2 separate regions of the Gossypium hirsutum genome follow, and region 2 is linked to region 1. A link is a contact called in public Hi-C data. All regions are on one chromosome and are shown on one strand. The core of a region is the stretch at or near the end of the contact, and the rest is flanking DNA. Distances in the headings are between cores, read along the strand shown.

What was found. Hi-C and Micro-C count contacts between places; a contact is called where the count stands out from the background.
Region 2: a Hi-C map of leaf shows a contact between it and region 1, with 2.1 times the contacts expected there. The contact joins the enhancer-like site here to the promoter of LOC107914878 in region 1. A contact is called at or near these places in 4 of 34 Hi-C or Micro-C datasets (all in leaf).

What each region holds. Positions count from the first base shown.
Region 1 is chrD10:31,906,497-31,909,196 of Gossypium_hirsutum_v2.1, reverse strand. LOC107914878 (NADH dehydrogenase [ubiquinone] 1 alpha subcomplex subunit 13-B) reads left to right here and starts at 1,354. Exons shown (of 3, transcript XM_016843925.2): 1 at 1,354-1,816. The coding sequence starts at 1,602.
Region 2 is chrD10:32,040,960-32,043,659 of Gossypium_hirsutum_v2.1, reverse strand. No RefSeq gene overlaps it. Among protein-coding and RNA genes, the nearest start is that of LOC107900591, 18 kb to the left of the region's middle. Within about 2 kb of position 1,434, at least 2 of the 9 cell types and tissues checked have an H3K27ac peak or open chromatin away from gene starts, as enhancers often do. A contact at or near this core is called in leaf, where this site is marked.

The sequences.
Region 1 (2,700 bases), core at 105-2,604:
CGTCGTGTTTAGTGGTGTCATCGTAGGTGCGACACCCTTACAGCACCTCGAGCCAGTTCGGTTCAGACCAGTGACTGACCGACCGGTTCAGTCCTGCCATCGGTTGGACCATCGGCCCGGTTTCACATACCAGACCCAATTCGACTAGTTATTGGGTCTTAGTCTCAATTTTGGGTTCTTGGACCCAATTTTCGATCTAAGGTCTAATTTTCAAGTTCAATTATTATATTAATAAATTCCTATATTAGTAAATAAATAATAAAATATGTATGTTTAATAATATTGAACACTATAATATTTTATTATTAATTTTTAAAAAAATTAATAATAATATAATAATATTAGGCTTGATTCAAGTTAATTTTTATATAACAATAAAATTCTTCATAAAAGAGCTTTTTTCGGATAATGATTATGCTTTTCAAAAGGGTAAGTCAATTTACATGATTTTTTTTTACTTGACGAAGTTGTTTTCCATAGAACAAACACAAAAAGAAGCAAAAAAGAAATCATAAGTAATTTTCTGTGAAACAAATGCACCATAAGTTCTACTATTTTCAAAATCTAATGGAGCAAATATATTATCATATATGTAGTGCCATGTTGGTTTGTTATTTTCACATATTACTCCTTAAAAATCTAAGTAATGGATTAATGACTTTCATTTGTATCAATATTGAAATATAAAAATTTGAAAAGTATAAGGACTTAGAATGATCTAATTAGAAAATATGGACTAAATTTACAATCGTACTTATAACATAAAACTAGTAATTGAATTTAACCAAATGAATTTACTTGCTACTGTTTAGGTGAAAATTAAAGTTTCAAAAACCAAAAAGAAGAGGGATTAAAATTGACTAATTTAAAAAGAACATGACTAAAGTAATCAAATTGAAGTACTGGACTAAATCTATAGCTTTAGCAAAGTACAAGGACTAATGACAGAATTTAAGGAGATATGATTTTTCAAGAAAAGATATTCTTTAACCACTCTCATTAGAAATTAGAAAAAGAATCTTTATTTTAAGTTGAAATTAACTTTATATATTATAAAAAGTAAAAAATATTTTTTTCTTTGAAGATTTTTTTATTTTTTTTCATAATTTTGGAATTTTTAAAATTTTAATTAAAAACATAAAATTATTTTGCATTTCTCTTACAAATTTGAAAAAAAAATTGCATTTTTTTGGATTGATTTTTTTATAACTTTTTAATTTTAAAGAGCATTTTTCATAAATTTTTGAATTATAATTTTTATTTATGAAATTTTTAACTTCCAATTTTTTAATATTCAATATAATTTTTAAATCATTCGCTAGCTTTACATGTAAGATAAAATAGTGCGTGAGCAATGAAAAATTGAAGGTCAATTTGCTTCAAATAAAAGCGTAAGGGCCTAATTGAATAAATGTGTAAAAGTTAAAGAACTAAATTTGTCATTATACCTTATACAGACCTGCACTTGGAAATAAGCCCACCAAGTGGCGTAGCGGAAGACGGACCCAAGCTCAAATAAACAACCCCCCTCTATAACGCCACCACCACTTTCTACAATTTGCACGCAAACTCTCTCTAGAACTACAGAAAAACTAGGGAAAATGACTGAGGCAGTGATAAGGAAGAAGCCAGGAATGGCGAGTGTGAAGGACATGCCACTTCTCCAAGATGGGCCTCCTCCGGGTGGGTTCGCCCCCGTCAGGTACGCCCGTCGGATACCCAACAAGGGCCCAAGTGCTATGGCTATCTTTCTAGCTGCTTTTGGTGCCTTCTCGTATGGGATGTACCAAGTCGGCCAAGGGAACAAGATCCGCAGGTCCTTTCTTTTTATTCTCTCTGGAAAAATCCTTAATTTTCCCTTCTTTTCGTCATATTCTAATCTAGGTTTTCATTTTTTTTTCAGTTTTCATTGATAGTATTTTTGTATATTTAATCGGTTCGTTTATTGGGTTGCTTGAAATGATTTCTATGAACTCATTATGATATATGTATATTTGCTCTTACCTCTTTTATTAGGTAGAAAGCTTTTGATGGGATTGAAGACTTTTTTATCTTATTATGGAGCTTGGAGTTAGATCTTAGTCTGGTGTTTAATTTATATATGGGTCTTTATCTGTCCTTGTTTATTGGATAGATTTAATTTAATTTTTTATATCAAATATGCCTTGGAAATGTGGAGGCTGATTCTTGGTATCATATTTCGTTCATATTTTCTGGTTCTTTCAAATGGCTTTTAGTATATATCTTCTGAAGAAGTTTGATGGGAGTGGAAAAGGAAAGATGGTTGAGATACAATGGTTTGCTGACAGTATTATTATTTGGTTCTATCATATTGACAATGCATGATGAGTTATGAGCCTGCTGCCTGCCTATATCCGAGTTTAGTAATTTCAGGAGTCTACCTATGTACTGATTTTAGTAATTAATTTAGTATTTCACATGGTAAACAACTAGTTCAGTATTCCTGGTTCTTTCAAATGGCTTTGTCTCATGTAACCTATGAAGAAGCTGGTAGAAGGGGAAAAGGAAAAGCAAAGTTCCGATAAATAATTTCCTGAGAAAAGTTATTATTTGTTCCTGAATATGGACTCTTCGTGATAATTTCATGAGTCTGCCTATTTACTTATTTTTGTATTTTGTTAGTATTTCACAAGGCAAAACAATCGGTTAAGGGTTGTCGCTTCTTTCAAATGGTATTTA
Region 2 (2,700 bases), core at 185-2,684, 130 kb before region 1:
AAACAAAGTTAAGTGGAATCATCTTCGTCTTCATCTTCAAATAATTCATGAATAAAATTGGTTTAATAGCCATTTTGATCCTTTGGTTTATTGTTATCTAGGTCCCCCAAGCATTTTCTCCATTAAAACTCAATAGCGATTGGACTTTTACAATTTAGTCCTTGAGCTTTAATTAACAATTTTCTCGGTTAAATTACTTAATTGATCTTTATATATTTTTATATTAACTTTGCATATCACATCGTTACATTATTAAACTAATTTGTTCGAAAAATAAAAGTATATATAGACAAAAATACTACACTAAAGACACTAAATCTCAACAACTTGCTCCTCGTAACTCCATGAACCATAAACATGCTTAGATGATTAACTATGGATAATTCTCTTCCACGCACAAAAACTCTTTTGTTATACCCCGTTTTCATAGTTCAACATAGGTAAATAGTAAATCATGTTTTCTTATATTGTTTTGTTTACATGCTAATTATTTAAGGACAATCTAACATAGAGATAAATGAATAACATGTGTATATTCCTATGAATAATGAATCCAAATGTTTAAATAAATTACATAAAATATAATGAAATTATAATACTTGGGGCACAAAAGCCTAACAACTATATTAAGGTGATCTTATCCCCTTATCTATTTCTAATTTATATAGAGGGTCCTCTCAACTTTGCTAACTTGTGTTAAGGGAAGTTAGAACGATCTCAGATTTCATCTCTTATATTTTTAAGATGATAGCTTACCATTTGTAAGGATTAGTTGGGCATATGCATATCGAGTGAAGGGCGATTTACAGGTAAGATTAAATTTGCCAATTTACAACTTATGATAAACAAAGTTTATAAACGTACTCATAGTTGGTCCAAACAATTTCTTTGTGTTGGAGGTCGAGAGGTTTTTCTAAAATCAATATTGCAGATATTCTGACTTATGCAATGAGTTGTTTTATTGTTATCTAATAGTGTGACTAATGTCATTGTTTCTGCTATTAAACAGTTCTAGTAGTTGGGTAAGCATGAGGAGTGAGGTTGGGTGATGTTGGACTGGGTCATCATTTGACGATCAAATGGTATGGGAGGGTTTGGTTTTCAAGTGTTAAATTGTTTAACCTTGCCCTTTTGGGGAGACAAGCATGGAAATTTATGCATAACAAGGAAACTTATTGCTCCAAAGTGCTTTCATCGACAGAATTTCCTAATGGAGATGTTTTGAAAACTAAGCATGTTTGATAAACCTTCATTCTCATGGTCTAGTATTTTAGCTGCTATTCATGCCTTGAAACTGAGATTCTTTTGGGGGGTTAGAGATGACAATACAACTAGAATATAACAGGATTTATGGGAGGTGTTGAGCCCATTGAGTTCCCTTTTGTAAGGCCTTTCAGTATTCCTAGCTAGACTTGGGTGGTGGAGTTTATTGATGGGGTACTCGGACTCTACAGTTTTCTAAATCTAGAGGATTTGTGAATGTCATTTTCAAGGGATAACTATTGCCATTGTTACAAAACTCAAGAGGTCCAACCATTATCTTTCCACCCTCAGTTTCTTGTTGAGGCTCCTAATTTACAGAGAAATTTTGGTACCATTCGGTATCAATACGTTAATCCCAATAGGGCCTCTCTTGTACTAATTTTTTTTTTTTTGGTGAAAAATGAAACTTACAAAACTAAGTTATAGGATTGGAAAATGGAGTACAAAGATTCTTCTCTTTATCAGTTTTGATGAGTGCAGGGATTGCTTTTGGTGAGTTTCAATTAGTTGTAGATATTTCTTTTCTCCAAAAGTTAATTTGATTATAAAATCAGCTCTTTGATTTTGCTCTCTAAGAATATAACGTAGGAGCCAAATATTTCTTAGGATAAGATGCGGTGTATTCTTCTGATCATATTTCACGTTTAACCACTTAATTTCAAGTTAGTAATACTCTAAATATTTTATTTTCAAACAAATAGTTTATAGGGAGAAAAAAATATTTGTAAGTTTCCTAGCTAGTGGACTAATAGAAACAAGGAGTGAATACTTTGTTTGGCATTTATTATTGACATTGAACTGTAATTAGGACCACCAAATTCTAATGAAAGAATAAGTATCTTTGAACTCCAATATCAAAACTTACTGCAGTCTAGTTGAATTGATCAAAGATGAATGACATCGAGACTTGTTGACTGGATCAATGTATGTTCTATACTAAGGAAAATGCTAATAGCGTCTACATATATTATATTAAAAATAATAATTAATTAATGCATAATTTTTTCTTCACTTCAGTAGAAATGATGTATTAATAAAATATATATTTGTCAGCAGTTAGATCTGGCATTCAAATAAAATGAATTTAAATTGTGATTCATTTTTTTTATCAATATTGAAAGGATAAAAAAATATATGTTATTCGTATTTTAAAAACCAAAAAAAAATTTTAAAATAACAAATAAATATTTTTTAAGGTAAAGTATAAATAATCCTTAAATGGTGTGTATCAGTACCTCCAAATAAATAATCAAAATATAGACATTTATAGAGGTGTGTAATTTTTTTTTTGTTTTACTCGAATTAATCGATCAAACCAAATTAGTTAAACTAATCAGTTGGTCATCAAATCTAATTCGATTGGGGTAAGTTAAAAGTTTTTGGAAGTATTGATTATCGATTAATTCAATTCGAAATAGTGTGTAATAACTAAATTAA